6 separate regions of the Mus musculus genome follow, and regions 2, 3, 4, 5 and 6 are each linked to region 1. A link is a contact called in public Hi-C, HiChIP or PLAC-seq and promoter capture Hi-C data. All regions are on one chromosome and are shown on one strand. Each heading gives the region's core, a stretch centred on a gene start, on an enhancer-like site or on the middle of the called end of the contact. The rest is flanking DNA. Distances are from core to core; before and after follow the strand shown.

What was found. Promoter capture Hi-C pulls out the DNA fragments that hold promoters and counts their contacts. Hi-C and Micro-C count contacts between places; a contact is called where the count stands out from the background. HiChIP or PLAC-seq counts read pairs in DNA pulled down with a chosen protein or histone mark.
Region 2: a contact with region 1 is called in a promoter capture Hi-C map of neural stem cells. The contact joins the promoter of Slc35e1 here to the promoter of Mvb12a in region 1. A contact is called at or near these places in 2 of 39 promoter capture datasets (cranial neural crest and neural stem cells) and 1 of 9 other capture datasets (adipose tissue).
Region 3: an H3K27ac HiChIP or PLAC-seq map of extraembryonic endoderm stem cells shows a contact between it and region 1, with 5 times the contacts expected there. The contact joins the promoter of Mpv17l2 here to the promoter of Mvb12a in region 1. A contact is called at or near these places in 6 of 39 promoter capture datasets (embryonic stem cells, hematopoietic stem and progenitor cells, hippocampal neurons and 2 more), 2 of 484 Hi-C or Micro-C datasets (B cells and rod photoreceptor) and 5 of 115 datasets of contacts at active chromatin or transcription factors (bone marrow-derived dendritic cells, embryonic stem cells, extraembryonic endoderm stem cells and 2 more).
Region 4: an H3K4me3 HiChIP or PLAC-seq map of bone marrow-derived macrophages shows a contact between it and region 1, with 6 times the contacts expected there. The contact joins the enhancer-like site here to the promoter of Mvb12a in region 1. A contact is called at or near these places in 4 of 39 promoter capture datasets (the HPC-7 cell line, cranial neural crest, frontonasal cranial neural crest and 1 more) and 3 of 115 datasets of contacts at active chromatin or transcription factors (bone marrow-derived macrophages, microglia and neural tube).
Region 5: a Hi-C map of B cells shows a contact between it and region 1, with 7 read pairs. The contact joins the promoter of Ap1m1 here to the promoter of Mvb12a in region 1. A contact is called at or near these places in 6 of 39 promoter capture datasets (the 3T3-L1 cell line, the HPC-7 cell line, HPC-7-derived erythroid cells and 3 more), 2 of 484 Hi-C or Micro-C datasets (B cells and pro-B cells) and 2 of 115 datasets of contacts at active chromatin or transcription factors (epiblast stem cells and large pre-B cells).
Region 6: a promoter capture Hi-C map of embryonic stem cells shows a contact between it and region 1. The contact joins the promoter of Kcnn1 here to the promoter of Mvb12a in region 1. A contact is called at or near these places in 7 of 39 promoter capture datasets (cranial neural crest, embryonic stem cells, hippocampal neurons and 3 more), 1 of 484 Hi-C or Micro-C datasets (CD4 T cells), 10 of 115 datasets of contacts at active chromatin or transcription factors (the SCID.adh cell line, astrocytes, bone marrow-derived macrophages and 6 more) and 2 of 9 other capture datasets (adipose tissue and liver).

What each region holds. Positions count from the first base shown.
Region 1 is chr8:71,540,665-71,544,660 of GRCm38.p6, reverse strand. It overlaps Mvb12a (multivesicular body subunit 12A), which reads right to left and starts at 1,731. Exons shown (of 9, transcript NM_028617.2): 1 at 1,604-1,731; 2 at 1,430-1,528; 3 at 1,178-1,274. The coding sequence starts at 1,687.
Region 2 is chr8:72,490,397-72,494,392 of GRCm38.p6, reverse strand. Slc35e1 (solute carrier family 35, member E1) reads left to right here and starts at 1,779. Exons shown (of 6, transcript NM_177766.3): 1 at 1,779-2,227; 2 at 2,481-2,551. The coding sequence starts at 1,807.
Region 3 is chr8:70,758,649-70,762,644 of GRCm38.p6, reverse strand. It overlaps Mpv17l2 (MPV17 mitochondrial membrane protein-like 2), which reads left to right and starts at 1,724. Exons shown (of 5, transcript NM_183170.2): 1 at 1,724-1,925; 2 at 2,107-2,277; 3 at 3,178-3,254; 4 at 3,408-3,536; 5 at 3,621-3,996. The coding sequence starts at 1,739. The coding sequence ends at 3,659. 6330537M06Rik (a long non-coding RNA gene) reads right to left here and starts at 1,530. Exons shown (of 2, transcript XR_003947402.1): 1 at 1,457-1,530.
Region 4 is chr8:72,294,169-72,298,164 of GRCm38.p6, reverse strand. No RefSeq gene overlaps it. Among named protein-coding and RNA genes, the nearest start is that of Gm40505, 4.5 kb to the left of the region's middle. Within about 2 kb of position 2,189, at least 211 of the 459 cell types and tissues checked have an H3K27ac peak or open chromatin away from gene starts, as enhancers often do. A contact at or near this core is called in the HPC-7 cell line, bone marrow-derived macrophages, microglia and 1 more, where this site is marked.
Region 5 is chr8:72,238,133-72,242,128 of GRCm38.p6, reverse strand. Ap1m1 (adaptor-related protein complex AP-1, mu subunit 1) reads right to left here and starts at 2,111. Exons shown (of 12, transcript NM_007456.5): 1 at 1,886-2,111. The coding sequence starts at 1,927. It overlaps Gm51536 (a long non-coding RNA gene), which reads right to left and starts at 184. Exons shown (of 2, transcript XR_003947404.1): 1 at 1-184.
Region 6 is chr8:70,855,275-70,859,270 of GRCm38.p6, reverse strand. Kcnn1 (potassium intermediate/small conductance calcium-activated channel, subfamily N, member 1) reads left to right here and starts at 2,263. Exons shown (of 10, transcript NM_032397.3): 1 at 2,263-2,339; 2 at 3,794-3,996. The coding sequence starts at 3,875.

The sequences.
Region 1 (3,996 bases), core at 482-2,981:
AGATGTAGCCGAGGAGGACCCTGAATGCCCAATATTGCCTCAACCTCTTGACTCTGTTGGTGTGGTGCTGGGGATGGAGCCAGGCTTTATGCACACTGGGTAAGAACTCTGCTAACTCTGCTAATGCTCCAGCCCTGGCTTTTTTTTTTTTTTTTTTTTTTTTTTTTTTTTTTTGGCTGTCCTGGAACTCACTCTGTAGACCAGGCTGGCCGAGACCTCAGAAATCTGCCTGCCTCTGCCTCCCAAGTGCTGGGATGGAATTCATCACATAGCCGAAAATGGCTCTGAATTGGAAGCAATCCTCTTGCCTCAGCCTCTCAAGTACTGGGATGAAGAACAGCAGTCTCCACACTTTGCAGATTACAAGGGGCTGGTCACAACGGCTCAGTCCCACGAATCCATGGGACTGAAGCTCTGGCCAGCTGAGGCTACACATTGAGACCCTGTCCCCCCAAACCAATTAAACACTAAGTCAAGAGACAGCTGCAAAAGGAGGATAGGAGAATTTGTGGACGCCTCCTCTGTCTGCACACTGACCTGACCCTCTGCACGGCAGCCTGCCAGCGGTCACTAAAGACACCGAGAGAACCAAGCACCATCGGGGAGGCGGGCAGCTGGGTCAGGCAGGGGAGAAGGGAGAGGGGAGGCTGAGCTATGCAGAGAACAGGGGAAGCCAGTTCCAGGTGGACTCGCAGTGCAAGAGCCTGGAAAGGAAAAGAGAATGGCCAGGAGGACTCACTCCGCCACAGAAGCAGAGGACAAGCAGCAGGGACCAGTGGCAGTGAGGAAGAGGGTGGGTATGCCAAAGACATCTGGGGTGGTTGTTGTTTGTTTAGGGGCGGGGTTTCATGTAGTGACAGGTATGCCCCACTATGCTCAAATTCTTAGGAAGAGCTGAGGCAAGGTCTCATTCTGTAGCCCAGGCTGGATACAAAGCTGCCTCAGCCTGAATGCTAAGACAGGTATGTGTCAACTATTTAATTCTGGAGTAGTGGGTTGAGATAAAGGCCTCACTCTGTAGCCTAGGCTGGCCTTGAACTCGCCACCATCCTCCTGCCTCAGCTTCCGGAGCTCTGCATTTACAGGTTGTGCCTTCCTGCTCAGCTAAGTCCTATTCCAAACATACACTAGCAGCCGTTCCCTGTGCCTGCCGCTCTCCCGTGCCCACGGATCTTACTGATATCCTGAGGGTCGTTGACTGCAGAGAAGCCTGACGGCAGTGGGCCCTTGTCCATCACGATCTGCATGTCCACTACCACATTGTCCTGAGGGTTCTGGGAGCACGAGAGGGGGCAGGTGGAAGGGGGCAGTCAGAGGGGAGGGGAAAGGTCAACGGTATGAGCAGTAAGGGTGGGAGAGAGTTGGAGAAGGGTCGAGGATGGCAGGGCGAGGGGCGGGGCAAACTCAGGCTCAGGCCACCCGTGCTCACCTCCGGGATGCCCAGCGTGCTCAGGCACAGGAAGTAGCCGGCTTTCTGCGCGAAGCCTCGGCCGAAGCTGGCCGTCCCGCCCTCCACGGTGCAGGTGATCTGCGGGACGCACAGGTCATCGGACTTCGTCCCCTTCCTGGCCCGTCCCCGCAACCCTTGCGCGCTCCCACTTACCGCGCTGAAACCCGGCGGCGGCGGCGCCGAGGCCGACGACCAAACCAAGCCAGCAAGCGGCGCCGAGTCCGTCCCGGGATCCATCCTTCCTGGGAGCTCAGAAGGCAGCTACAGCCCTCGGAGGGACCGGAACCTCGGACTACAACTCCCAGAACACCTTTGAAAGTGCTCCGCAAAGCAGCTAGTACGCATGCGCAAGCACTGCTGACCAGTCCAAAGTAACCGTGGAGACCCGCCCTCTGGACGCTTAAGATACGTTTGCGGAAAAAAGATTAGAACTCCCGCCCCTAAATCACTACCCAGTGTGCGGAGGGGGCGTTCACTTTCCGGACGGGACTACATTCCCCAGAATGCTGTGCGGCATCACCCTGTGACTCCTGCCTTCTGCAAGGAAACTTAACTGGTCTGGAGAGGAGGCCTGGTAGATATAGCCTGTCATTTCAGGGACTTAAAGAGGCGCATACAAGATGGTGAAAAAACCATACGAGATAGTTAGACTGATAACCAGTCTAATTAAGCCAATTAAAACTAAACGAGTAGCCGGGCATGGTGGCGCACGCCTTTAATCCCAACACTTGGGAGGCAGAGGCAGGCAGATTTCTGAGTTCAAGGCCAGCCTGGTCTACAGAGTGAGTTCCAGGACAGCCAAGGCTACACAGAGAAACCCTGTCTCGAAAACACCAAAAACACCAAACAAACAAACAAACAAACAAAAAAACCTACACGAGTCCTTTAATAATAGCCACATGTAGAGTAGCCAGAGCTTAGGGGTACAGCATTTTTAAAAGCAAAACACTTAAGAACCACAATTGTATCATTATCAGGGTCTTGAGTAACCTTGTAACATCCGTCTTTTTTGCAGAGATTGCAGTATTTTCCAGACACAAGACAATTATTTATGATTTACACTTCCTGTAGTTATTTTAGGTTTAGGTTTTAGCTAACACAAACATTGTCGTTAATACATCTAGACATGGTCAGGGACAAGGATAGTCCCCAGACTGTTGCCAAGACAGGTGTGGCTATTAGTGCGTGGGAGACTGAGAGTGTCTAGGCAGACACAAGTCAGTCAGAACAAGAAAGTGATGCCTTAATCATTTCTATTGCAGGAATTCGAGGTCTACCTGGGCTACAGGATACCCTGCTTTAAACAAACAGACAACAAACAAACCCCAACAAAACAAAAAAAATACTTTAAATACTAGCAAAAAGGAAATGAACCAAAAAAAGAAAAAAATAGAGTAGAAAGAAGAAGTTTGAAACACTTTCTGTTCTAGGATTTTGACCAAAGAGATCATTGTGGCTATGCAGCTGTTGACTTAAATAACAAATAATATCGCCCTGGAGGCCAGTTCACTAGCAAGCTAGGGGTTTCGTTGTTGTTCTGGTTATTTTTGTTTGTTTTGGTCGGTTGGTTTTTGAGGCAGGGTCTCTCAGGTAGCCCTGGATAGCCTAGAACTCACTATGTAGACTAGGCTAGCCTGCAACTCACAGAGATCTACCTGCCTCTGTAAGCTTTATGGTTCTTTTAGAGTGAGGGACCCTCTTTCCTATGGGCCTGCAGGTGGAATGTGGAGCTTCCACCCACGAGTACTACTTTAGCACTCCCCTGCAGGGTCCGACCCACACCCTGGGGTATATTCTCATTTATGTATTTGTTACTATTTTTAAATTTTGTTTTGATTCTTTGTGAATCTCACATCATACACCCTAATCCTGGGGTTCTGAGTTTTGCCCAACCCCACAGTTGGGATGTGAAAATTTTTCTTGGGCAGGTGGAATACAGAGATGCTAGACTGCGTTTGCCCTGAGCTGCTATCCGATGCTGGGCTGGAGGGAAGCAACAATACACTGCTCTGGGGGTGGGAAATCACAGTGTAGGATGTAGGAGGCCAAAGTTGGGTCCCCTGACTCCTGGGAATCCAGTCTCCTCTGGAATCAGCATGGAATCAGCAATGAAGGGGGCCCTCGGGCTTTTGGGGAGGGAAGGCAGGGCCAGAGGTTCTCACACTGCTGGACACCCAGACACTATTGGAAGTCACAGAGGAGCAGAGAATAGAGTGTCCGGGTCCATGTTCCTGTGATGAAGAGCTCAGCTCATTGGCAAAAGTCCTTAGCTTAGCAGCAGTTGTCTGGAAGCACAAGGAGTCCTTCTGTGGGAGACTTAGAAGACACAGCTCTGTAAACAAAGGCTTCTCCATTCTCTCCACTGTGGTTCTTGATGAAAGAGACAGTCCTTGGTTCCAAACTGTTTACTCATCATGCTCATCATGGAAACTGTGTGCACAACACCTCCTCAGGGTGGACCAGAGATTAAATACCTTTTAATCCCAGCATTTAGGAGACAGAGCAGGAGGATGTATGAGTTCAAGGTTAGCCTGGTTTACAAAGTG
Region 2 (3,996 bases), core at 530-3,029, 950 kb before region 1:
TGATTCATGGTCAACAACATCCCCTTGGTCACCCACCTAGAGGAGCCTCTTAGTGACATGGTGTACACCTTCCCTGCCCATCAGGGAGATTGCATGGCCCAGATGTACATAACTATTTTCTGGCCCTAGCCCTGGGCTAGCAGCTGCAGGCAGACCCAAGGCTGCCTCCATACCTGACAGGTGTCCACTAAGATGTCACCTTCGTTATATAGTAATGATCTACCCCCTCTCTCCCACATACACAATTAAGCCAAGATTAGGTGTCTAGTATTTTTTTTTCACTCATCCATATCTTCTTAATTTCAAAGATAACAGTTATTCATAAAACAGCAGCTTCATGGTTTAAGTCTTAGAACATACCTCCTGGTCTGGTTGGTACCAAAGCCAACCCAGAACCCGTTTCAGAGCCAGTAGGAATTTCTGAGGTTTGTTGCAGAATGGCCCCACTCCCCATTACAGGGCCATTTGAGGAGGTGAAACCACAGCTGGGTTGCCCTGAGTACATGTACCTGTTGTGAAATGAAAAAGCTTCCAGAGTTGCCAGGGCCAAATCCAATATGAAATAAAAGCAACCAAAACACATCAGTGGGGCCATCTGACACTGCTCTGTCCAAAGATCCTAATTCCTCTTGTATTTAGTTTGTGACAAAGGCCTTAGGGTACAAAGCCCAGCGTCCTATCACCATATTCTTAAACTCCTGCTTTGGGAGGGACCAGGCCATTTTCTACTCAGATCCACAAGGACTGCCACATGTGTGATGAGTATCCAGCAAACCCCAGGGTACAACACAGTCTACCTTGAAGAACGGGTGAGTAGCTACGCATGGTGCTCAGGAGGCGGAGGCAGGCAAATCTCTGAGTTCGAAGCTAGCCTAATCTACAAATCGAGTCCATGACAGCCAGGAATCTGTTACACAGAGAAAAGCAAACCAAAACATAGGTGAGGTAGAAAGACACCCTGGCATTCAAGGAGACGCTGTAAAGGAGAATATTGAGGTTGGCGAGATGGCTCAGCAAATAAACGCTTGCTGCCAGAGTTAGTTTCTTTTCCTGGATGCACATGGTAGAAAAGAGACAAAAGACTCAACTCGTCTGACCTCAATATGTGTATACACACGCTCGTGCCCGCCTCCATAAATGAACACATTTTAAGGAGCGCGAACAACTATTCTCCCTCACTTAAAAGCACACGATCTTGGGAATCGAGTTTTGTAAGTCTAGTCCTGCCTTCGTGGTTTTGCCCAGCATCGTACCGGTCAGCTGAGCTCTTAAGACACTGTCGCAGGAGACACTTAACCCTGGATTTCTCTCGGTTGGTCTGTGAGGGGAAATTGACACCTACCGCACAGCTTCCGAGGACCCGGCGTAGTCCAGAGGATTTACCGCAATCGGTTTCTTTTCTTCTAAAAGATCTAAGCCCTGTCTACGCCCCAGGCACGCGGCTTCCACAGCCTCAAGTGGGCGGGCCCGCGTCGCCCGGCACCTCCCACGGAGTCCTGCCAGTCACCGGAGAGAACGTAACGCGCTTAACCCACCCGCGGGCCCTACGGCCCGCCTTCCGGGCTTAGCCCCGCCCCCTCCCGGAAAGCGTTTAAGTGAGGGTAGGGCCCTCGCCGACGACGTGTACGGGCGCGTCGGCGGACGCGCGACGATGACGTATGGGGCGGTGGCCAATGGCGAGCGGCGATGACGCAAGGGCCAGGGGCCAATGGTGAGCGGCGTCTGCCGGCGCGCCCTCCAGGGCTGTCCCGCCCCCTGCCCGCGTCCGGCGGTCGTCCGGCGGGAAGGGGCGGCCGCTCGGGCAGGATGGCGGCGGCGGCAACCGCGGGTCCCGGCGCGGGCGCAGGGGTCCCGGGCGCGGGTGGCGGCGGCGGGGCGCGCGAGGGTGCGCGGGTGGCGGTGCTGTGTCTACTATGGTACGCGCTGAGCGCGGGCGGTAACGTGGTCAACAAGGTGATTTTGAGCGCCTTCCCGTTCCCGGTCACCGTGTCGCTGTGCCACATCCTAGCGCTGTGCGCGGGGCTGCCGCCGCTGCTGCGCGCCTGGCGCGTGCCGCCCGCGCCACCCGTGTCGGGCCCCGGACCCGGCCCGCATCCGGCGTCCGGCCCGCTGCTGCCGCCGCGCTTCTATCCGCGTTACGTACTGCCGCTTGCCTTTGGCAAGTACTTCGCGTCGGTGTCGGCGCACGTCAGCATCTGGAAGGTGCCGGTCTCCTACGCGCACACCGGTAAGTGCTGAGGCGGGCTTTGCGCGCTGTCTGGGGCTTCGAAGTGTGGGTACGAGTGCGCGGGCCGTCTGACTGAGACGCCGCCAAGGTGCGTCGGATTCTCACGTTGGAAAAGGTCTGAGGAGTTTACCGAGCGCCTAGCAGAATTGACTCCAGCTATTGGGATCGAGAGGAAGCCTTACAGAAGGAAGGTTCAGGGTCGGGTGTGCAGGTTGCCAGGACTGCCCACTGAGTGCCTTTTCCTCTCTTGCAGTCAAGGCCACCATGCCCATCTGGGTGGTCCTCCTGTCCCGGATCATCATGAAGGAGAAACAGAGCACCAAGGTAACTCTGGCAGAAGCCCTGGGCTAGGCGGGATTCCCAGTAGCTGACCAGGTTGATGACGTGGTTGGACCGTGGCATCCTCCTGCTTCCTGTCAAATAAGGAAGTCAAGGTGTCAGCCTTGTCCTGTGGCTAGCACCTAGCATCCCGCACTCACCTTTCAGACAGCAGATGTGTGTGTGAATGGGGCGATATCACCACATAATCTCTTGCTTGTTGTCCCTGAGCGCCACATCCCTCTGGCGTCCACTGTTCTTTTCTGTTATGATTCCGACTCTGGGATTGGTGGTAGGTGATGTCTTTGGTTCCATTTTAGCAAGTCACCAACAAATTAAGTTGGGACAAGTTTTCCTTCTCTTATTTTATTTTCTAATGTTTATTTATGTGTGTGTGTTGTGCATTGCCACGTGTATGGAAGTCAGAGGACAGTTTTCACCTTGTGGATACCTGGGATCAGATTCAAGTTGTCAGGCCTGGTCCTGACGAACTTACAAACTATCATGTCCTAGTTTTTCTGTCACTAGACAGAATGGTTGGTAGGGGTTGTCTGGATCTGATGTGAGTAGGCCAAAGGAGTTTGACCGTGGCAGAATCTAGCCAGTTTGTAGAAACTAAAACTTTACAAAGCCTGGCATGGTGCCATGGGTCTGTCTTCCCAGCACTTGAGAGGCAGAGGCAGGAGAATAAGGAGTTCTAGACACACACCTTTAACACAGCACTCTGGAGGCAGAGGCAGGAGGATTTCTGAGTTGGAGGTCAGCCTGGTCTACATGGTAAGTTCCAGGACTCTGTAGAGAGACCCTGTCTCAAAATTAATTAATTAATTAATTAATTAATTGGAAGAAAGAAGGGGCAAAAGAAAATATGGTTGTAGCTCAGTGTGGAGCCCTTGCTAAGAACCCAAAGGCCTGGGGTTCAACCCCCATTTTGAACCAAGGAACCTTGGGTTGTGATTATCTGGACATGGATCATATATAGCACCCAGAGCTCAGAGCTGCCCAGGGAAGGTGCCAAGCCAGGTGTTTTCTGGCCTGGGACTAAAGAACAAGCTCACTGTGTCGTGTGCAGTAGGGATGCCACTGTTCGGCTGGAAACCATCGAACCTTGTACAAGTGCTCACTTTCCTGTGCCCTATAATTGATGCACATGGATCAATGCAGAAACTGGACCACCTCTGGCTGAGTTTTGTTCTCAGACCCAACTTTATCCTGGTGAGCCTTGTCGGCACTCTGCAGTCCCTGCCAGGATGATACCAGGTAGGACTAGCCTCCTGGGGGGTCAGAGTTGCTGGGGAGGCACCCAGGTGTGTCACCTGATAGCACACCTTGTGTTTATCAGTTTTCCTGGTCACTGGGGATATTGTACCTAGCTCAGGGCCTCACAAGTGCAGGATCTGGAGATCAGCCCTCTTGGGCGACTTGCCCTGCAAAGCAGATGGGTCAGTCTG
Region 3 (3,996 bases), core at 475-2,974, 780 kb after region 1:
TGCCAGTCTCTGGGAATTACTTTTTTCATTGTATAACAAAACACAAAAGCTACTTAAGGAAGGAAGGGTGTATGCTGGCTCACCTTGTGAGAGTCTATAGCCCATCTCCTATGTGTGTCTGTGTCTGTGTGTTTGTGTAAGTCCAGACAGGAGCTTGAAGTCACACTGTATGCAGTCAGGAGGCAAGCAGGCAAATGCTGATGCTCCACCCACTTCATCCTATTGGTGGGAGGGGTTGGGTGGAGACAGAATGTAGCCCTGGCTGTTCTGGAACTTGTTCTGTCCCCAAGTCCCTCAAACTCACAGAGATCCACTTGCCTCTGCCTCCTGAAAGATGAGACTAAAGGTGTGGGCAACCACTGCTCAGACACTTGCAACTTTTTAATTTGTCCAGAACTCTAGCACATAGGATGGTGCCACCCACATTCTGGGTCGGGGGAATCTTTTCACCTCAGCTAACAGTCTAGACCAGCTGCTCTCACCCTGTGAGTCCACACCCCTTGGGGGAGGTCAGACAACCCTTTCACAGCGGTCACATATCAGATATTTACAAATCATAACAGTAGCAAAATTACCTAACAACAAAACGTTATAGTCGGGGGTCAGCACAGCATGAGGAACTATATTAAAAGGTCATAGCATCAGGAAGGTTGAGAACCACTTTTCTAGACCAACCATCTCATATGCCCCCGGGGTTGTCTTCAAGGTGACTCTAGATCCTGTCTGATTGACAGAATTGACCTTCACACCTAAAGATGCCAAGGACCAGTTACCAATGAGTCCTCTGTCCAGGAAATGCAGAACCAATCCTGTCACTAGTTTAGTGAAGCCAGGATAGGCCAGGGGAGGAATGAAGACTGGAAGGATGGGATGTGTAGAGTCTATATAATGAGGATAGGCATTTTAGAATTGGGCTTTGAAGAATGAATAGGAGTTCCTTAGGCAGAACAGAAATTCATGGATAAACACGTAACTATAAAACCTATGATGGGGCAGAGACTTAAAGGGGGGTCGGGAGCATGTGTTTACTGTAGGAAATAAATAAGACTTTCCTGGAAAAGGCAGGTGAGATACTCGAAAACCTGGGCATCGGACAACAGTTTAGTGGCTTGTCTTGTGTATGGTTAAAGAATAAAGGAAGTAAGGATGTTTGTTTCCAGAGTGACACAAAGTTGCTGTGAAGAGATCAATACATGAATTTTGCATAATGAACTCCTATTCAGTCTTCGAAACGCAGAGGTGTGGCGCGGCGGTGGAGGCTGTAGCCTGGGCTGTATGAGCATAGGTCTCAAATAGCTGAGGTTAGACCGGTGTCTATGAACTTGCCTGAGCAGCTTCGCTGGCACAGGAGAGGTCACGCCAAGGTCAAGTCCAGCAGCTTTGCTAATGCCCCTCGCCCCGCCCATTCCCAGGAAGCTTTGTGGGCGAGGCGGCGAGGCGAGAGGCAGCCACCTACCATTGGTCAGCTCGGCTCAGGGGTGGGAGGCCCGCGAGACTCATGTGCGCTTGCCCATTGGTCCGCTGAGAGCAGAAAAGTGGGTAAAGCAAAATAGGACTTCCCGTGTTCGGCGTGAGCGGCCTGCCGCAACGCTTGAGGACGATTGGTCACTTCCTTTGAGAGGCGGAGCTTTGGGGTTTTGGATTGGTCCGTTCTGAATAGGGCGGTTCTTCGGCGGGGCATGTGATTGGCGCGGGCCCGGCGCTCGGCTGCCGCGGCTCCCTGGTGTCTGTAGCGGCGATGGCTCTGGGAGGCTGGCGCTGGGCTCGCAAGGCGTTGGCTGCGGGGCGCCCGCTGTTCCAGGGCCGCGCGCTGCTCCTCACCAACACACTGGGCTGCGGCGTGCTCATGGCCGCGGGCGATGGCGCGCGACAGGTCTGGGAAGTGCGCGCGCGGCCTGGACAGAGATTCAGCGCGCGGCGCTCAGGTGAGAGGGACCTGTGCGCGAACGAGAGGGACCCCCAGAGACCGAGCGGTCACCTGGACCGGGCACCCACCTTCCTGGGGCCTGTCAATCACTCTGGGACCTGGCACCCACTCTGATGGGTCCTGTCAGTCTCTCTGCACCTCGCCAGGAGGTTCTGCCATTGACTCTCCCTGTCCCGCAGCCAGCATGTTCGCCGTGGGCTGCAGCATGGGCCCCTTCCTACACTTCTGGTATCTGTGGTTGGACCGCCTCCTCCCCGCGTCGGGCCTACGAAGCCTCCCGAGTGTGATGAAGAAGGTGCTAGTGGATCAAACGGTGGCATCTCCCATTCTGGGCGTCTGGTACTTCCTGGGTAAGGAGCAGCAGGACTTTGAGAACTCAGAAGTTGTGATGGGCAGAGCCTGGTTTGTGCTTAGGGGAGTGCTGACGGGGCTTCTCTTCTATTTTTTCCCTCCCCCCCCCCAAGGTTTCTTTGTGTAGACCTTGCTGCCCTGGAGGAACTTGCTCTGAAGACCAGGCTGGTGTCAAACTCACATAGATCCACCTGCCTCTGCCTCCCGAGTACTGGGATTGCTTTGTTCTAGGAGGCATCATGTACTCTCGCTGCCTTGAGTTTGCTACCAACTGGTCAGTAGCCCAGTTTCCTGTCCCCATTTTGAGACAGAGACTCACATGTAGTCCCAACTGGCCTGAACATCTCTTTGTAGACCAGGCTGATTGTGCCTGCCTCGCCTCCCTGAGTGCTAGCATTAATGTGTGTCACCACTCCCAACTTTCTAAAATCCTAACCAAAAGGAGTCTGGGCCAGAAAGGGTTTTTCAGCCACAGTTGTGGGGAAACCAGGCAGGAACTATACACAGCTAGTCACATCTCAGCCAGAGAGAACTGCATGATTTCTTGCTTTGTTCAGACTATTTTACCACTCATGAGCAGTCCAGGACCCTGGGTCTTCCCACATCAACTAACTTAATTACATAAGCCTATACAAGCATCCCACAGGCCAATGCATGTAGACAGCCCCCGGAGACTATCCGATAACTCTAGGCTAAGTCAAATTGACAAAGGTACCTGTTAACACAGCGATGGGGCTCGTGATCTAGGCTCACGCATTTATGTTTTCATAAGTAACTCAGGCTCCCTCACACCAACCTCTCATTTTCCTGGACCTGCCTGCTGCTCTGCCTGAGACCTGCCCTGCTTCTGCCTTGCAGCCACCTCAGCCTTTATAACTACTTCTTGGTCTTCTTCCCAGGCCTTGGCAGCCTGGAGGGTCAGACACTAGAGGAGAGCTGCCAGGAGCTGCGGGCCAAATTCTGGGACTTCTACAAGGTGGGCGTGCCCACGTGGGCTCTCTCAACATGGCTCCACCCCCCCTCTTTACCTTCCAGACCCACACCCAAGGCCTTGGCCCCCACCCACTTTTCAAGCCCCGCCCCTCGTAGCCGCCCCCCCTCTCACAGTGGCCCTCCCACTTTTCCACAGGCCGACTGGTGTGTGTGGCCAGCTGCCCAGCTAGTGAACTTCCTCTTCATCCCTTCTCATTTCCGAGTCACCTATATCAATGGGCTGACACTGGGCTGGGACACATACCTGTCCTATCTGAAGTACTGGGTGAGCTCAACTCCATGGTGTGGGAGTGTGGGAGGGCGTGGGTTCCGGCCTATTCCTGTTTGACTGTCCCTCTGCTGCGGACAGGTCCCTGAACCCCTTCAGACTCCGGGCTGTGCAGACTGAAACTGAAGCCTGGCAGATGAGTTGGCCGATGGATACACTCCCACAGGAGATTACCGAAGCTGGTCAAAAAGCTCTGGGCCATGTCCAAAACCCAGGCTGACTGCCCCTGGACCAGCAGTCCCTTGAGTCCACCAGAGACTGTTCCCATGTAGAACAGACGCCAGCACAGGCTGTCCGCCCTCCCCCCAACCCCTCCCGGTTTTCCAGTGGGACCATGAAGCCCTCTGTCTGCCTGGACACCCTCCACAGCCTTGAAGTGGGGTCTGGTTTGGCCTCAGAAAACTTGATGCAAGGCTGGGCAGGGTGCGGAAATTCATTAAATTCTCTTTAATGTCAA
Region 4 (3,996 bases), core at 940-3,439, 750 kb before region 1:
TTCATCTCTCTGAGTCTCAGTTTCTCCCAGGTGGAGACAGTGCTGCCTCACAGGGGCCCTAGTCTGATACTAGAATCAGCATTCACCCAAGGCTAGCCTTAGAGACTAGCCCAGAGTGCAGGGTCCCTGGGAAATTTGGAGAGGTTCTAGAATTCTCCCTGGAAGTCTGAACCCCTGTTTGGTTCATAAGGGAACCACAGCTCATGAGCAGAGCATGGCAGTGAAAGTGTGGAGAAGACAAGGTGGGTTTCCTGCTGTGGCCAGGGTGTCACTTCAGGACAAACCCGAATCCTGGAAATGCCAGTGTCAGACAGAAAGATGCCCAAGAAATACAGAGAGACAGTAACAGAGATAGAGAGACAAAAACACCAGAGGGATACAGAGATACCATAGAGAACGGAGACGTTTGCAGAGATGGAAACACACTACAAAGAGACAGAAAATGGCAGAGGCAGGCAACAAAAACAGAGAGACACCAGAGAGAGCAAGAGAAGCAGGGGCAGGTGGGTGGTGCATGCAGGCAGGCAGAGAACTTGGAGTATCCACACTGGCTGGTAGAGCCTGGCATTTTTAGATATAACCCTCATTTGAAAGGTAGTATTACTGCCTAGAATCCCCCAGTGAGAGGCTGGAGGAGTGGCTAGGATAGACCTGCTGTCTTCAGTATCTCTTTTGACAGTGGGCTATGCTGGGCAGTGGTATCGCATGCCTTTAATCCCAGCACTTCTGAGTTCATGGCCAGCCTGGTCTACCAGTGAGTTCCAAGACAGTCAGGGCTATACAGAGAAACCCTGTCTTGAAAAACAAAACAAAACAAAAAAAAAAACAAAACCCAAGAAGACAGTGGGCCATACTAGGCAGGTGCTCCTTGGGTTGAGCTACTCCCCAGTGTTTGAGCTACTCCCCAGTGTTTGAGCTGCTCCACAGTGTTTGAGCTACTCCCCAGTGTTGTTCTCCTTGACATAAGTGTTGACTCTATCTTGAGGTCACTCTTGTCTTTGCTAATATTGATCATTTGTCTTCCTTCCTTCTTTTGAGAGTAGATCTGGTTCTCTTGCCCAGACAGGCCTGGCGCTGACCATCTTCCTGTCCTTGCCTCCCAAGTGCCAGGATGGCAGGCAAATGCCTAGAATTGAAAACTCTCAACAGGGCAACCAGACTGGTTGCTGGGGTATGGATAAAATAAAAAACCAAAAACTAAACCAACCAACTAAACAAAGCCCATAAGATAATGTACTGTCGTACAGGCGTATACTGGAGCTACTTGAGGCTGTGACAGGAAGAAAGCTCATATCCATGGGCTCAAGGTCAGCCTGAATGTGAGACTTTGGGCCTGTATAATAGCAACAGGGGCGGGCACTGTGGTAGAAATCTACAAGCCTGGTACTCAGGGTCACAGAGGCAGGAGGATTGCTGCAAGTCCAAGGCCAGCCAGAGTTCTACAGTGAGACTCTGACTCACAGAGCCAATAACAAGAATGAACAAACAAGCCGGGCGTGGTGGCGCAGCACTTGGGAGGCAGAGGCAGGCGGATTTCTGAGTTCGAGGCCAGCCTGGTCTACAAAGTGAGTTCCAGGACAGCCAGGACTATACAGAGAAACCCTGTCTCGAAAAACCAAAAAAAAAAAAAAAAAAAAAAGAATGACCAAACAAAAACACCCCATCACCACCACTTAACCCACAAGTCAGTTTTACCTGTCTCAGTAACCAGCACAGCTTAGAGAGAGCCCAATGATTGTTCAGCCCCCGTGCTCCCTCACAGCCATGTGAAAGGTTCTGCTTTACTATTTTGTCGTAGTTTTGAACAGAGTCTCACAGAACTCAGGGTGGTCTCAAATGTACTATGTAGCTAAGGGTGATTTTAACCTCCTAATCCTTCTGTGCTGTCTCCCAGCTAAGTGACTGGCCTGTTTCACAACACCTGACTCTAACAACTATTATCAGTTTTAGTTCCTGGAAGAGGAGAAGGAGGAGGAGGAGGAGAGACCAGGATTCGAACTCAGGCCCAGCTTCGATACCTATGGAATCACTGCCAGGGCCAGCTTCCCCTGTGGCTGAGTTCCTGTCTTTGATAGATTTCTGTGAAATCCTCACAGCCTTCTGTAAGTGCTTCCCTGTCTGTGAGTGCTGGAAGGGACCAGTATACTTGGCTCCTTCCCAGCCAGGGCTCCCACTGGGCTCAGCCTCCCTCACACCCCAGCCACCTGCTCCGCCTGGAGTCCAGCCGTCCAGCCTGACAGCCGAGCTCTGAAGGAGCAGGGGACCCTCTGCGCTCTTTATATACTGGGGTTATTTTTAACTTCGGCTCTCAGTACATTACGGAGTTTCCTCTCCCCAGTGCGCAGGAAGCCCTACTTGGCTGTGCTTCCTGTTAACACGAGGCCCTGGGATGACTGAGAACAGCAGCCTGGAGACTGTGTGACTCTGAGGGGGGAAAAAAATGAGAAGAACCTGGCCCCCTTTCAAACCCTTTAGCTTGCAGCTCCTGCCAGGTCCAAACAGCTCAGACGTCAGCTACAAACTAGCTGGGCTGAGCCCAGGTCCCCAGACACAACCCCTCCCTCCAAAAAATCATAGAAAAATGCATTGCTGGGTTTCTTTTTTAATGCTCTGTTTTGATTCACTTATTTTTACTGAGGTTCAATTCATAGAATGTCAAATGGGCCATTATAAAGTCCCTGCTACTGGGCTGGTAAAATGGCTCAATGAATAATAGAGCTTGCCACAGGTCTGATGATCCCAGTTTGATTCCAGAGACCCACGTGGCGGAAGGAAAGAACTGACTCCTGCAAGCTGTCTCCACATGTGTGCCATGGTGCACACATACAAGCACACACTAAATAATAAGTAAATATAGTCTGTGGCTCTAGTGTCCCTTAAGGTGCTCACAGAGTTTCTCATATCTGTCTAGTTCCAGTGTATTTTTATCACCGCCTAAAGGAAGCCCTGGTCCTATTAGCAACTTCCTATTTTCCCCTTCCCCCAAGCCTTGGCATCTACTAACCTGTGCTCCTCTTCTGGGGCCACACAGCCCTCTGTGAGTCTTCTGGACCCCAATGATGATCTTCTTTAGGCTCCAGGGTAGCATCTTGGCTTAAGAGTTAGCTCTCCTAACACACAGGGCCTCCTAGAGTCTTTCAGGATTCTCTAATTCCCTCAGAATAAAGCCTGAATTCTATTGCTTTTCACATCTGGATCTAAGTTTCCTGGGGGCTCTTCAGTCTTGCTTCCTCAGGCTGGGCATTAAATGGCACTCTCAGACCCACTTACCAGATGTCTGTGCCATTGGATGTGACAATCACAGATGTCCTCAGCATTGCTGAGCAGCCCCCTGAGTGTGGAGCCTCCAGGTGAGAGCATCGTCTCTGACCAAAGCCTTTGGGGGTCTATTCGACCCCATTCAAAGCATAGCTACAAATATCAGAGGAGGCTAGAGAAGTCACCCCCGGTGGTAGTACAGTAGTGTGTTCCTGTGAACTTGGCCCTCTGGAGGCTGAGGCAGGAGGATTAAAGGCTCCAGACTGGTCAGCCCTTCTCTAATCCCTATCCCAAAACATATAGAAGCAGGGGCTGGGAGAGGGTTCAGTCTGTAAAGTGCTTGCCTGCAAGCATGAAGACCTGAGTTTAATTCCCCAGACCTAAGTGCCTGGTGCAGGAGGGGTCCCTGAGTCGCTTACTAGCCTGGTTTACTTAGTAGAGCCCAGGGCCCAGTGAGACACTGTCAGGAGAACGAGACAGATGACTCTAGAGGATCAGGACTTGAGGTTGGTCACTGTGCACTGCCCACACACACATCTGCACATATACAAGCGAAGGAATGAGAGTGGCCAGGAGCTTATCTGAAGGTTAGTGTGTACAGAGGAGACTCACCCGGCCCCAAGGTGAGCCCACACTCATCTTGAACATCTGATGAGACCAGGGCAGACATGGATCACCTACAAGCCTCAGTTTCCCAATCTGCCAACAAGAAAGATCTTGCATGTGTGTGTATGGTCT
Region 5 (3,996 bases), core at 862-3,361, 700 kb before region 1:
CTTCAGCCCAGGATGGGTACTTGCTTGTGCCAATGAGATGTTTGCTAAAGGAACAAGCAAGCCACGACAGGCAGCCCACTGTACCTCTAGGCCAGGTTGGAAGGCAGAGCATATGTCATGAGACCTAGGGAACACTGCCCCTACCCAGCTTCCCAGAAGGCTGTGGAGGAGGCCCAGGTCTGGAACTCACCAGTTGTCGATCTTGGGTGACATACAAGGCAGGTACACACTCAAGGGACTAAGGAAAACGTGGAGGGTGGGGCTCTTCTAAGCTCTAGCTCTTCCATGTAGACTGGACATCAATGTTCTTTCACTGCTAAATGTTGGACTTGTTTACTGTGGCTGGACCTGTTCTGGTAGCTTCCAAACATAAGAGGCTGGCCACTTGCCTTCCACTCTGACAGCCTGAGGTAGAGCGACAGACAGTGCCTTTCTTAAGGCTAAATGTGCCTTCCTGGAAGAGGCTTTTGCATAGAGTACACTGTGGCTGCCTGACAGAGAGCTTGTTGTTCTAGGCTCTATCCTCAGCACCACAAAACCATCCATTATGCTAGGGAGACAGCTCAGTCTGTATTTTCCAAATATCCGACCTGAACTCTATACCCAAATCCCAGGTAACAGCCAGGTGCTTACCAGGTGGTGGTGGCAAATACCTTAATCCCAGCACCTGGGAGGCAGAGGCAGGTCAGTCTCTAAATTCAAGGCCAGCCTGGTCTACAGAGTGAGTTCCAGGACAGCCAGAGCTACACAGAGAAAACTTGTCTCATAAAACCAAGAGAGGGAAAAAGTCAGATTCTGCTGGGAAGTACAGACAGGCAGATCCATGCGTTTTAACGGTTCAGGCAGCCTAGCTCAATCAGTCTAGTGACCCGAGTTCGATAACAAGAGCCCATGTAAGAGTAGCAGGGGTCTCCTTCCTCCACACACCCGCAGAAACACACAAATGAAGATTTCTTTCTCAGATAACGCTGGGCAAGATGCCAGGGTCCTGTTTCTGTGCAGGGCCTTCATGTCTCAGCAGTCTTTGTTATTCCCAGTCAGGATAGCTCTCCCTGATTCTTCAGTTGCAGCTGCTAGTCCATTATGAAGACATGGCCCCAATAGGTATTCATCTATTTCTGTTTTTTCCAAGTGACTAAGTTGAGCTATGACAGATTAGGCTAACCCACGGTGGCCCTGGGCTTAGCACCTGCCTGGCGAGGATGCTTCCAGGCCGCTACTTCCCAGTAATCAGTGTGACTCTAGGCACTGTTTCCCCCTCTAAAACCACACTTTTGTTTGTTTTTGTTTTTCGAGGCAGGGTTTCTCTGTATAGCCCTGTCTGTCCTGGAACTCACTTTGTAGACCAGGCTGGCCTCGAACTCAGAAATCCGCCTGACTGCCTCCCGAGTGCTGGGATTAAAGGCGTGCGCCACCACGCCCTTCTTAAAACCACACTTTTATCATCCGCTTCTCTTAATGTCATAGGAAGCTCAGTGGCTCTAGGGAACGCTGAAGCCTGTGGAGCGAGGGACCGACCTAAGGCCATAGTTCCCGCCACGCCTCTGGCCAAGGGTCGCACGGTCCCCGGGGCGCAGGGTCCTGCTACAGGAGTTCGCAGGAGAAGCTAGAGTCCGGTACCCAGGCGAACAAAAAGGGAAAGGGGCAAAGCGGACAGTTACCTAGCAACCGCAGCCCACCAAGTTGGCTAGCAATGGGGCGGGACTCGCGGAAAGACCACCGCCCATTTCCTAGTAACTTGGTAGGGCTGGCAAGTGAGGCTGCCCCGCCTGCCTGACGCCCTAGCTGGGCTGGTCGGCCAGTTGCCTAGCAACAGGGTGGGTCCTGACAGGGCGAGGGCCCGTTGGTTGCCTGGCAACGCGGAGGGTGGCGAACCCTTCAGTACCTTGCCCTTCAGATCCAGTACGTAGACGGCGCTGGCGGACATGGCGGCTTTGGAAGGTCTCGGCAGTAGCCGAGGGCGGCGGCAACGGCAGGAACTGCGGGCGTTCAGCAAGGCCCGGCGCGCCCCGAGACACTTCCCCTCCACTTCCGGTCCATGAAGCAGCGCGTGGACCGTTATGTCCGGTCTGAAGGGAGCCGCAAGTGCGCAGGCGCGTAACTGAGTGCAAGCGCAGTAGGAACTTTTTGGCAGTATTTTTCACCCATAGCTCAAACGGGCCGGAAGTCAGGGGGCGTGGCCTTCCTGAAGAGCGGGGCCTGGAGGACCAGGGCGGGGCAGCTTTGTCATTACTCCTTGTACCTGAAGGACTAGCTGTGGAATGAAGGTGGACGCTTCCAAGCCTGTTGCTGTGAGAAGACGCTGAAAGCGGAACCGATTTGGAGTTGAGCCTTTTTTTTTCTTTTTCTTTTTTTGTTTTTTCGAGACAGCCTTGCTTTCTGCAGAAGTCAAGTAAACTAATATCCCGTCACTGACTGTGACTCGCCGTTAGGTGGCGCTTAAAGGAAGTCAGTCTCCCAATGGCAATCCAGCCTTATCAGCAATCACTTGTCACTGTCAACCTCTCAACTGACTGGGCTTCACCCGTCTTGCCCCAGTGAACCCAGGGTAGCACGTGTGTAACTTAGCCTGTGCCTAATTCACAGTAAGGCTGAGCCGGGCGTGGTAGCTAGCGCACGCCTTTAATCCCAGCACTCTGGAAGCAGAGACAGGCGGATTTCTGAGTTCGAGGCCAGCTTGGTCTACAAAGTGAATTCCAGGACAGCCAGGACTATACAGAGAAACCCTGTCTCAAAAAAACAAAACCAAAGTAAGGCTGATTAAATTTTAATTCTGCCATTCTTCTTTTTTCGAGACAGGGTTTCTCTGTATAGTCCTGGCTGTCCTGGAACTCACTTTGTAGACCAGGCTGGCCTTGAACTCAGAAATAAACCTGCCTCTGCTTCCCAAGTGCTGGGATTAAAGGCGTGCGCCACCACCGCCCGGCAAATTCTGCCATTCTTAACCACCTTTCTGCCACCGAGAGATCAAAGGAGCCCATCAACACTCCTCCCCGCCCCAAGGGCTTTTTTTTGTTTTTTACTTTGTGTGGTTTTTTACTTGTGTGACACATAGTGAAAGATTCCCGAAGGGAGACCCTTACTCAGACACTTAAGTCCCGGGACAGCCGCGTACCCAAGAAGACACTGAGACCATACATAAAATGTAGAAGGTAAGATTTAATAAAGCAGCGACATGAAAGCACACAGACCAGAGCTCTGGGGTCGAAATAAAGCAGCAACATGAAAGCACACAGAGCTCTGGGGTCGAAACTCATACACCTTAGCACAGGGTAGAGGAGTCTCGACAGTCAGCCAAAATTTTTCACAGGCTTATATAGTAAAACTCAAAGGGGGAGAACTGGGCAGGAAAAGTACAAGTTTACATCACTAGGGAGTTCTGCCAAAGGAATCTAGGTAACTAAGGAGTCATGTCCTATCAAGGAATCTACGTCAGGAGGCCTTTATCTCAAAAATGTTCTTGGAACAGTTTTTTCGAACTTTAGGGTGAGGAGTTTTGGGGTGAAAAGTTTAGGAGTGTTCCGAGAACAATCTCTAGATGGGAGGGGGTGGGCTCCGAGGTAAAAAATTCATGTTCTTACAAGAGGCCAGTAATTTTTCATTCTTCATTCCCCACTTCTTCTTGTAAGTAATTCTAATCTTAGAATTTCAGAAGTCTATATCTCTATGTGGAGAATACTGCATTTACTCTATCTTTAACATGGGAACAACAACAGAATAAGGCAGATTAGTAAACAGAACTAGGCAGGGACCCTTCTAGTGAGGCTTGAGGGTCTCAGCATGACGCAGGTGTACGCAGATCAGATCTCTGGCTGGAACTGGTAAGATGTCCTTGGGGTACCCAGCTTGTTCACTGTAGCCAGTTGTGATCAGACTTCTTTCTGCACCACCTGTAAGCCTTATAACTTAGTATACAGATCATTATTATAACAACATAGGTTTAAACACATTATTTAAGACAGTGATGGGCATAGGAGCCCCATAAAGGATCTTAAA
Region 6 (3,996 bases), core at 1,014-3,513, 690 kb after region 1:
CCCCACTTCTTTTGTGACTTCCTTCTCTGCTCCTGCCTCGGGGCCTCTGCACACTCAGCTGTGACAAACTCTTTCCCAATTTTCTGTTCATTTTACAACAGGGCTGTAGCCCAAGTTGGCTTCCTATCTGTATAGGGAATGCTGGCCTTTATTTTATGATCTTCAGGGCTCCACACCCCCCCACCCCCCTACCCCCACCATTGCTGGGATGGCAGGCATGCACTGCATGGGCCTGGCTGATTTCAGAGCTTGGTGGGTGTGGTGGAGGTAAGAGAGTGTGTGTGACCTAGTCACCTCTGCTTCAGCACCCCCCCCCCCGTCTTTACAGGCCTAAAAGGGTTCCCTGGTGTCCTTCACCCACGGCCCAGAGACGGTGGCTCAGCCCTCAGGCCCTAAGGAAGGGCCTCATGTTCAGCAGTCTCCAAAGGACAATTTTTGCAAAGCTGTTTCCTGTCACAGGAGTGTAACTGTGTCCTAAGTGTATCCGTGGCTCCTCTGCCCCTTCCCGCCCACCATGGCCCCTGGAGCCCATGCCTAGGATGAAGGTGTGGCCAGTTTGCACTCAAGCCCAGAACCACCCTGCCCATTACCACCACCAGCTTCATCTATCTCCAGGGCTGAGGTGCCCAGAGGCCTCCAGGCCACCCCAACTGGTTGCTAGGATACCTCCTCCTCCAGGGGCTCCTTAAAGGCAGGGTGGGCCCCAAGAGGGAAGGGGTAAGTCTTAGAGGCAGTGACTGCTGAGCCTGTGAACTCCTTGATTGTGGTCACAGGCACCATGGGGGTGCATGTTGAGACAGGCGCCTGGAGGAGAGCTAGATGGACAGTGAGCACCCCAATTTTGATGACAAACGGGGGCATGCCCCCAATCCCTGGGGGCTGTGAGAGGCTGAGGTGTGTCTCAGGAGACTGAGTGCTTTGCCAGTGTTTATGACGCCCTGGCTTCTGTTGTTAGCACGGAACAAATGGGGCTTGGTGGCCCAGGCCTATCCTGTCAGGTAGGACCTGAGAGGTAGAGGCAAGATGGCCAGTTCCAGGCCATCCTCAGCTCTATAGTAAGTCTGAGCCTCACAGATATGAAACCCTTTCTAAAACAAAAAGCAAAACAATTCCTGGGTAGGGGGTAGGCAGGGAAGGCCCACAGCCACAGGCTGAGGTGGCCACATGCAGAAGGTTTAGGGGCTGGAGGCAGAACCTGGTGCTCTTGGCCTGTCCCTCTGTGGTGTCTCCTGGAACCTGCTTACATCTATCACCCCAGGCTGGTTCCATCTGGCTCCACCTATGTGGATAGTGCAGATGTGGTCCCCAACACCTGGACTGTCACTCTGTTGGTGGCTCTGCTGGGGCTCAGTGCTGTCACTGCTCCCAGGCCACTTGCTGGCCACACATCTGCCCCTCAGTCCTTCCTGAGGCCCTCTAAACTGCAAAGACATTGGGCCAGGAAGAAGCAGGAGCTGGGTGGCTGGGGTGGGGGTGGGGAGGGGATTAGGGAGGGGATACACACACTCATCGCTCGGCTGCAGGCAAACCTCAGCTCCCCAGCTTGTCAGTAATCACGTGACTGAAGGGGCGGAGACTAGACTCCTTGGTCTCTGGGATGTCTTAGAAGACACCTGAAACTCCAGCACCTTAGGAAGTAGGCTGAGAGGAGGATTTCAGTGAGTAAATTCAAGATCAGCTTTGGCTACAGAGCTATCAAAACAAACAAACAAAACCCAAGACCACAAAAAATGTTGCATGAGCTGGAAAGGGGGGCCCAAAACTGTCCCAGCGCTCAGGAGGTGAAGGGAGAAGGAACAGAACTTCAAGGCCACTCAAGGCTAACCTGGACTCCCTGGTAAGTTCTAGCGCAGCCTGTACTTCACAGTGAGTTTGACGCCAGACTAGGTTATGTGAGACCTTGATTCAAAACAAAAACTTTCATGAGTGAGCTCTGTAAGTTTGGCTTGAATGATGGGGGCAGAGCAGGTTCGGGGGTCTCCCCAGCCCTGATGATTGCAGCTGCCTGGAGCTCTTTCTGCCCGCAAGGCTAATAGGGTTTAAGATCGGGGTCCCTGAGGTGAGCGGGCTTGTCTGTCCCCAGAGATGAGGTCCAGGTGTGCAGGATCACCTGCAATAGCCAGCTGCCTGTGCACAGATGCCCATCACCGGGGTTCTTATTCTTGCCCAGTGCCCAGGAGGGAGCTTTAAGCATGGGCGGAGCCTGCGGGGTCATGGGGGTGGGGCCTGGTGCACTCAGCCAATCCAAGGCGCCGCTCATACGGGGCGGCGCTGCTCCCCCTCCCTGGCCGGTCTCGGCGGGGACGCGCTGGCACGAGGGTCCAGGTCCCCGCCCGCAGGTATTGGCGAGAGGAAGCGGGGGTGAGGGGGCTGGGGGGGCAGTAATAGCGGGTCCCTGGGCTATGCGACTAGGGACGACGCTGGGGATGGTGTTGCCACGCGGTCAGGGGTCAGGGACACAGAAGAGAGGGTGCGCGTGTCCCCCGGTGAGGGAAGATTGCGAGTGGGAGACGCTGAGTCCATAAAGTCCATGCACAAGGATGGATGTGATACGGCCAGTGACATGAGCACTCTTCGGCCACCCTAAACTGAGGTCAAGGTGCTCAGTGACAGCACCTGGGCTGCCAGACTGGCCTTGTAAGCTCCCTGGTAGCCGGTGTGCAAAGGGCAAGCAGAGCCGGGCACCCTGAGGAGTCAGTGAGCCTGGTGAGAAGAGCTCTGGCACCCTTCCTCAACTCCATTTCCCCACCAGCTGCTGGGGAGGCCACCTGACACAGGTCTAGTGTCTTGGGAGTTTCTGTCATGAGCCGTTATCACTGTGGTTCCTACAAGAGTTGTGGGAGGTGGGTGCCTCCTTGAGACTCACAGCAAGGGACACCTATTGATCCGATTTTATTTTATTTTGAGACAGGTTCTCAGGTAGCCCTAGTTGGCCTCAAAGGCCAGGCTAGCCTTGCTGTTTAGCACCTCTTGATAGGTATGTATCACCAGTCCTAGCATGGCGACTTACACCTGCCATCCCAGCACCTGGGGTTTGCCACAGTGCCAACCTGCACTATAGATTGAGAGCCTGTCTCTAAAGTAAATAAATAAAATTACAGAAGACAAGAGAAAACGGACTGAGCTGGTACCCCAGGCTCCATGACAGAAAGCAGCTCTGTCCTCAGCTCACAGCCACTCGGGCAGAGCCAGCCTGGTTCCCTGTCAAGGTCCTGCCCTCAGCCACCGCCAGGCTGTGTCCCTTAGTCTGTGTCTGACTCGGTGCTGGCAGAGGATCCAGGGGCCACCCAACCTCCCTCAGCTTTGCTCTTCTTTTTAAAACCAGAAGAGGTATCCCCCTTGTGCCTGGGGCAACAGACAGTCCTTTTAACTGGAGGCTCAAAACACAGCCAGCCCAGGACTGGTCACTGAGCCCTGCCTGCTCTGCATCTGTCCTGTGCCAGCCAGCCTGCCCAGGAAGAGGCTGTCTCAGGGAACAACATGGCAGCACCTAGGCTTGGCATATGTGTCAGACAGCTGAGTCACAGCCCCATATTGCCTCTTCACCTGTGTGTCTTGCAGGCACCCAGGCCACCTTGTCACCTGCTGTTGGTAGCTTGAGGGGCAGGGGGTGCTCATGGGCCAGGATGATTGCAGGGCATGCTGGTGTCTGGGAGGTTAGGCGCTGGGGAACTGAAGCAGACTTTGAGCAGGGGTCGGTAGACACTGACTTTCCAGATGATCCTGGACTCTCCTGAGCCTTGGAATGTTCTGGAATGGCCAAGGTGATGTTCAACCTTTGCTGTCTCCACAGGTCCATTCAGAAGCTCTGCTGCGGAACCATGCTGGGCCCCAAAGGGCCTGCTGCACGCCCAGCCCACGGAGGCAGGTGGCCATGAGTAGCCACAGCCACAATGGCAGCGTGGGGCAGCCTCTGGGCAGCGGGCCTGGATTCCTGGGCTGGGAGCCTGTGGACCCTGAGGCAGGCCGCCCCCTGCAGCCCACCCAAGGCCCAGG